Linked DNA regions of Zeugodacus cucurbitae: region 2 is linked to region 1. A link is a contact called in public Hi-C data. All regions are on one chromosome and are shown on one strand. Each heading gives the region's core, a stretch centred on a gene start, on an enhancer-like site or on the middle of the called end of the contact. The rest is flanking DNA. Distances are from core to core; before and after follow the strand shown.

The links. Hi-C and Micro-C count contacts between places; a contact is called where the count stands out from the background.
Region 2: a contact with region 1 is called in a Hi-C map of whole body, with 2.3 times the contacts expected there. The contact joins the promoter of LOC105209123 here to the promoter of LOC105210757 in region 1. A contact is called at or near these places in 2 of 2 Hi-C or Micro-C datasets (both in whole body).

Annotation. Positions count from the first base shown.
Region 1 is chr4:9,574,656-9,578,723 of idZeuCucr1.2, forward strand. LOC105210757 (keratin-associated protein 21-1) reads right to left here and starts at 1,984. Exons shown (of 2, transcript XM_029038011.2): 1 at 854-1,984; 2 at 376-771. The coding sequence starts at 1,208. The coding sequence ends at 746.
Region 2 is chr4:9,724,563-9,728,628 of idZeuCucr1.2, forward strand. It overlaps LOC105209123 (poly(rC)-binding protein 3), which reads left to right and starts at 2,641. Exons shown (of 11, transcript XM_011179432.3): 1 at 2,641-2,922.

The DNA of each region.
Region 1 (4,068 bases), core at 734-3,233:
GTCATATTTTAGGTTATGTGCATATTATTTTTTACATCCACTGTGTAATTGCCGCTTTCCTTTTGTCTTTACTTCCTTTAACGTTTGACAATTGGAAGGCGGTAAATTTCAGTTGAAGACCGCGTTTGCCCCGAATTGTGTTAATATTTTAGTGATTGAAATTGAAAAGTGTAAATTTGATTTAAATTAATATTGAAATGTAAATTCTTTAACAAATAAGCAGTGCTTGTGTGAACTGAAAGCTTTTGTTGTTTGTATATTGATAAGCAGAAGTGAAATAATGAACAATAGTGCAATAGTAAAGAATGTAATAGTGCGTTGGTTAACATAAGTGTTCTAAAACTAGTAAAATAACAACAACCAATGATTATCGGCTTTAAAATAACTTTATTTGCAACTGCAGCTTGTATTACAACAAATGTATTGAATTCAATCCATTAGCCACAACATGCAATGAAAGCACTTACAATACTAAGTCTAAACATGAGCATGAGCAAACAACACAGTTTAATGCACAATATAACAACTTATTTACAAACTAAATTAATTTAACTTAAACTAAATTATAATTTGAACAATTTCAAGTATAAATTTTGTACTTCTGCAACGAAGCTAGCAATATTGTCGCGTTTGCTGCCACTCTGCGCCCCAATTAACCAAAGTAGCCGGCACCACCGCCACTGCTAGCCGATGCGCTGGCCATACCGCCACCGCTACTGCTGGCGTATGCGGTATCTGAAAAAAATCAAATAAAGAGACACGTCCAGAACACTACATAATTTGATTTTAGGTTGTAGTAATCAATGGCACAAAAATTCTACTACATTTTGTCAACCACTACGTATAGACTCACTCATGCCATTGCCGTAAAATGGATAACCTCCAAAACTAGGATAACCACCGCTACAATAGTAGCCACCATAACACGGATACGTATTGCCATAACCGCCACCATAGTAGGAGGGATATTGCTGATAGCCACCATAGCCGGGGTAGCCACCATAAGCGTTGCCGCCGCCAGCGCCATAACCACTTCCATAGCCAAGACCACCGTAACCGCTGCCATAACCGCCGCCACCGTAACCGCCATAACCACCACCCGGATAATAACCGTATTGTGCGTTTGTATTGCAAGCGTATGACAGCGTGAGGAGCAGTAGTACAAGGATGCGCGAGTTCAATGAGTGGGCGACGCGTGTGTTGGACATAATGTAAGTTTGAAAAGTGATTTTTTTGTTATTTTAAATATTATAAATATTTTGTTTGTCGAATTTTAGTTTTGTTAACAATATTTTTTGTATTTAATATTTATTTTAAGCAGGCTTTATTCGCAAACCATCAAATTCACAACTGAATTTATAATTGCCATGCTTTTTACTTTTATACAAATTTCGTTGAGTGCCAAAATGGTTGAAAAAATATTTTCGGCTAGTTTGAAAAAATCCCACTACATTAAATATCAATTAAAATATTGATGATATTTTGGTAGCATTGAATAGTTTGTTTACCTGTTTTTTAGGTGAGTGTTACTAAGTATTGTATTGTTTGTGGTTGTTGTGTTCTATTGTTTTATTTTACATTTTTATATTGTTTTTGTTTTTTTGAAAATGAAATGTACTTCACCAAAATTTTTTGAACTAATTACTAATGAATGTTGTTGTCCACACTGTTGGGTCAATGTATTTCAAAATTCAATGAAAATTCTGCGCTCATTTGATCATCGGAGAGATAAAGCCAATATTTGTGGATGTGAAAATAGAAATTTCCAAATATTGTACTAGTCTTAAACAAGTATTTTTTATACATTGGGTGCATTTAAAAAAATCCAAATTTATTATAATGGTAGTTCAATCGGTACATTGATACTCTTTGCCAATTTTTAGGTTAGATTAAGAAGTTGGGACTATATAGATCTATATAGATTTGGAAAGAAGGCAGATTGTCAATTTTTGTAAAGGGAAGATCAAGGAAGAGAAATCAAACGAAAGAAGATTGTTAATAATGCTTTATAAATTGATAGGAGATGATCTCAGATGGGAAATGACCTCAGATAGAGGCTCAATCAGGGTTATATGGATGTGTTCTATAAATTATTTGGAAGAAATTATCAAATTGATCAGTTCAATTGTATATTTAGGTTTCTGAAGCAATATAAATATAGTTAAATCTTCCGTTTTGGCTTTTAAAGGATAGACAACTGGAAGTTATGACAGCGACTCGAGTCAAGTAAGTTTCTTGAAGAAGTAAGGGTAAGTAAGAAGTAACTTCACTCTCTATTCTTCAGTAACTCTATATTTTAATACCGCTGTGTTCTTTTTATCAACTCAACTCAGATTTTTCCAATAATTTGAGCATCAGTAGACCCCGGAAGTCAAAAACTGTATCACCAAATGTGTGCCACCGAAATCATACATTAAAATAACCATTAGAGTTCATGGGGAAATTCATCAACCAATAAAGTGATATCATTAAATTATCTGACTCAATAACTGTCGTAAATGCGCTTTCCTATCATTGTTGCTGTTGCATGAGCATTTGAACCGCGCTGCATATCGCCAAGTGCCGACGTGCGATTGTCATTACCGTTGTTTCAACGTGTAGCCACTGGCGTTTGTGGGGGTCTATGATAGAGTGTGCGTCCCTTGTTAGACAGACAGACATACCTTTGCAGCTATGTAAATATGCATATGCAGGTATGTATATTTATAGACTCGCGCAATAAATTTGTTATTGTATGCTATTAAAATGATGGTTGCATGCTGATTTCGACTACTACTCACAAGAACAACAATATTGTTGACTGACTGAGTGAAGCGTTGGCAATGATATAAATGGGAGCGCGCAAGGCAATTGGTCTAGGTGACAGATATATATGTAAATATGTATAATACATGTGATTTCCTATGTATATTTGCTAGATATATAGAAATATATTTATGTACAAAGGTAGAGGTCATAAAGCAACGCAAATTATTTGAAAAAAAAGAGTCTAAAAAATTCACATATCAGCAATCATAAATGTTTGTATGTATGTATGTATGTGTTTCCCTTGATAAATAAAATAAAATTGGCTTTCCCTTGGAAAAAATGCAGATGCAATTGCAGTGATAAGCAATGTCAAATTGTCAACAGCTGGCTTACAGTTAGCCCTGTAGGAAATTTTGGTTATTGAAGCTAGAAAGAAAATTATTAATATTTATAACACGCTATTTCACCCACATATACGGCATAGATATAGTAAAAAGACCATTGGTGGTTTGAAAACCCTAATCATAGGTATATACGAGCTAGGGGAAGTTATGACCCGATTTCACTCATTTATTATTGGAAGAAAAATATTGCCTTCGAATTTCTTCAAAATATCTGAGAGACTTACCTATATTTTGAGAAAAAAAATTAGGTGCTCATTTTCGATATTTGGGGCCTTGTAACTTACGATAAATGCAGTATTTGTTCAAAGTTCTGTTCCGTTATATTCACTAGTGCTTACTTTATCTAATGTATGGTATATGGGACGAAGGCGTGGTTGTGAAGCGATTTGGCCTTTTTTCATTACATATCATTGGGATGCCAGGAACATCTTAGGCTGCCAAATATCTCCCGAATACCGATCAAATCATGAAAAACATCGAGTTAGGGAGGGAGTTAGTCACCAAACCATTTTAAACCATCGGCTGGATACACAAAAAACCTTCTGGACCGAATCAACGCCTGCCATATGCTGCTGAAACGGAACGAACTCGACCCACTTTTGAAGCGGATGGTGACTGGCGACGAAAAATGGATCACATACGACAATATCAAGCGAAAACGGTCGTGGTCGAAGGCCGGTGAATCCCAAACAGTAGCCAAGCCGGGATTGACCAGGAAGGTTTTGTTGCGTGTTTGGTAGGATTGGAATGGAATCATCCACTATCAGCTGCTCCCATATGGCCAGACCATGTGGTATGAATGGTAATTCTACCACCTACTGCGAACAACTGGACCGCTTGATGCAGGCGATCGACCAGAAGCGTCCAGATTTGGTTAACAGGAAGGGTGTTGTGTTCCACCAGGACAACGCCAGAC
Region 2 (4,066 bases), core at 1,391-3,890, 150 kb after region 1:
CACATACATGTTGAGCTACATTGAAACAGATTTGTATACAAGAAGGATTTCTTAGAAGTATGTATATAGTCGTAAATGTATACATGTGAATGTATATATGTGTTTAGCCATGTATTTTTAGGCGCTGCTGTAAAAGGAAATAAATTTTCTAAACTCGTAGAGGCATAAATTAGGGGTATAGCTGCTTGGTGGGTACATTTTTCTGCCAAGAGAAATCGAAAAATTAATCCCCGAGACCACAATCGTCTAAAATCAAACGACAGTCGGGTCTACGTAATAGGAACGGACTCTAATATTTATCCGGCTAAAGACTGTCCACTCGGCAGCATTCTTCAAAATTATTTTGACAGTCTTTTCTGCTTCCACAACAACACCAATGTCTTCTCGCAATATATTACCTTTACAGCTGGTCTAAGTTAAAGGTCGAGGTGCAGTCCGAACCTTCCGCTGAATAAAATTCTCTCCGATATTGCGTTGAGAGTTAATAAGAGTTCAGTTGTGGTCATTTGTAGATCTTAATCAGTGTTTGCAGTTTAAAAGTCCGAACTCTCTTGGAAGCGGATATCTCAAACTCATAAACTTCTCCGTTTTTGTCTACATTTCAATTTTTTAATAATCAATGCAAGAGCTTTCGAGTATTTCTAATCCAAAAAAGTCTTAAAAGTCAGCAACGGTTGGTAGACATCTTGTAGAAACCGCAATTTGTTCTTCTTCTTAACTTACAACGGCGCGCTATTCAGTTCTCCTTTTGGCAGTTTGGCACCAATTGGAAATACCAAGTGCTGCCAGGTCCTTCTCCAACTGGTCTTACCAACGGAGTGGAGGTGCTTCTCGGCTACCACCAGCGAACACTTTCAAAGCCGGAGCGCTTTCATCCATTCGAACAACATAACCCAGCCAGCGTAGCCCCTGTCTTTTTATGCGCGGAACTACATATGTCGATGTCGTCGAACAAGTCGTACAGATCATCGTTCCAACGTCTGCGGTAAACTCCTAGTGCCGTCTCATCGTATGTTGACATAGTCCACGCCTCTGCTCCATAAAGTAGAACGGGAATGATGAAGAACTTGTTGAGTTTGGTTTTTGTACGTCGAGAGTGGACTTTACATTTTTACATACATACATACATTGTCTATTCAGTCCAAAGTAGCATCTGTTGGCAAGAGTGATTTTGCGTGATTTTTCCGCAATTTGTTGGATAATATAAATATAGAAATACTAGAAATCGGTTTAATGAAAAGGTGCTGAGGTGATTAAAAAAAACTGTCTGCCTCTCGCTTAAATTCCAAAAACAAGATATCAGTTAGAAGTAACCAGGCGAAGATCAAATAAGGTCTAATCGGAATAATAAAGGTCTATCTGTTAAACCAATAATTTCTTTAGGTGTAGTGGGGAATTACATAAGTTTAGTAGAATGAAGTAGAACTTATGACAACTCTGATCCGTCCATTCCCAGAACAAACGGATCTACGTACAAGGAACGAACCCAGTTTTTTCGGCCAAAGACTGTTAGCTCAGCAGCATTTCTGAAAATTATATCGGGACTTTTCTCTTCGTCTATAATAAGAACAATCCAGTGCATTCCTCAACTTAAACTAGGATCTCTTTTTATCGGTCTTAACAAATATGAAGATAAAGAGTTAGAGAATACCTTCTAATCTAGCTTTCCAAGCACGAACTCGGAAGCAGGCAGGAAAAGATTCATATCATTTATAGGACGATATCTAATAGGTCAATACTGTCGACTGAGTCGATAGCAAATCATCGCACGATGGCTAGAAGTGAGAAGTAACCGGCGGTACCCTTCATATAAACGATTCAGACGCGAGCAATTATATACATAGGTCTAAACGAACTTCCACCACTAGAGCTCCATGTTGCGACACTTTAGATTTCCCTAGAATATATACTTATGATGGTTAAAATAATGATAAAACTATATTATGTCGAAAAAGCTATAGAAAACCCAGTTTAATTTAATAAAAAAAATTAAGTTAAACTTCCATAACTCGAACTCTTATAACTCGAAGATCTCCATAAATCGCATTCTTGAATTGGCAATAGAAGTCAAATTTCGTACAAATTACCTGATGTAATTACCTTGAAGTCTCTCCAAATCGAAGTTTTTTGTGGATTATGGTGATTCGAGTTAGGGAAGTTCCACTGTATATGTAAATCATACGAATTTCATTTTTACCAAATTGTGCCCACAAACATCCGGCCTACCAACGAATGCAACTCTGTCAGACTGCCACTTTTTCACACACATATATAATCCACTCGGAAAAATTCTAGTTGCATTGCCTGCGCCGCACAAAGCAGCACTTAGCCACTCAAAATACAATTTTACTCAAATCAAAAGTACAATACTCACTGCACCACACAAAAACCACTCAACATATGTGCTCTTCTCTGGCTGCTGCCTCCCTCATTTAACAACAGCTGAGAGTTTGAGCGCACAGTACCACTGCATAGCAGCGACAGCAAGCCGCCATGAGACGCTATGTGTGTTAGAAGGAGCGCACAATACCAGCGCGCCGCTTGCTTGGGCGCACGAAGAGCAATATGCAAAGGAATAGCGAAAAATCGAATGACGGCCACGAACGCACCGACGACAGACAGCGCGAATGTGACCAAACAACGGTGCTGGTCCAACTGGCAAATTCACTCATAAAAATTTAATGGTGGTGTTCGAATCGTTTGCAACGCGCAACGGATAATTTCAAAGCGAATTTCTTGAAAAAAAAAGTAAAATTTATACTTGAAAATAACCAAATTCAATATAATTTACTAATTATTAAAGAACTTGCTAAGCAAACTGCGTACAGTGAAACGGTAATAAACTAAGCAAAATAAGAACACAGCAGTGTAAAAGTGTTAAGGAAAAGCAACGCGTCTAACAACTTAGCGGCAGAAAAAGAGGTTTGTGAAAAATTCGATTGTGCACAAGTAACAAGCGATCGAGAAAACGTAAAGTTGATGAGAAAAAATTGTAGAAATTTAACTAATGTGAACATTATACTATATTTAATGAAATATATATAACGGCATTAATATTAGAGTTTGGCAAATTTGCATACAAATTGTGTGTGCAGCACGCTGACATTTCTGACGCTGCGTCTGCTGACTTTTCCACTGTCGGCGGCGAAGTAAATCAGGAAGTAACTTAAAAAGCAACAAATAAAAATATAAAAAACGTGTATTTTATATGTGTTTTGGCTGTAATTGCAGAAATCCAGAATTTTTTATATAAATTATTTGGTGTGTGTGCTTACAATAAATATTAATGTGTTAAAGATTTTCCCGAAAATTGCTCGAAGTGCAGTGAATTTTTGCTACGAAAAATATTCAGTGTCAAGTGTTGTAGAAGAATTATTAAATATAAAATATAAACGCAACAATTAAAAGGATATTTGTGTAATTTTGTATGTGTGTGTGTTATAAAAAAACATTTTTTTTCCAAAATACTGGCCGGATTCTGATACGAGTTTTGTGCATTATTTTACAAGTCGTCTGACGCCGTTTGTGGAATACACATAAAGCAAAATTAATAAAGCAGTGTCAACAGCGAGAAGTCAAGAAAACAAAAAGGAAAGGAGTTGTAAATGCTGTAGAAAAAAACAACAAAAAAAAAACAAAAGGTAAATTTTTGTTTTTCCACTTCTTGTGTTTATATGTAGCGCCGGTTAGCGTCAACAATGTGTGTTGTGAGACTGGAAAATTTCTATAAAATGCCTAAGCGCGCTTTATTGTTGCACTTCTAATTGGTTATATGCACATTTACATGAAAGAATTTAAAAATATTTTATTTTCTAACAAATCAACGCAAATTATTAATATTTATCCAAGCAGCCGTCTATAATTTATATTATAGCTTAAGCTAATAAAATCCATTTTAATAAATGCTAATTTTATGTGCTTTACATTAAGCATTCTATATAAATACATACAATACAAATGTACGTCACATTTTGACGCTACGCCAGGCAAGCCATGCCGCAGTTATGTTGTTGACGTCCGTTTGCGGTCGCTGTTGACGTTGCCGTCACTTGAAAATTGATTTTCT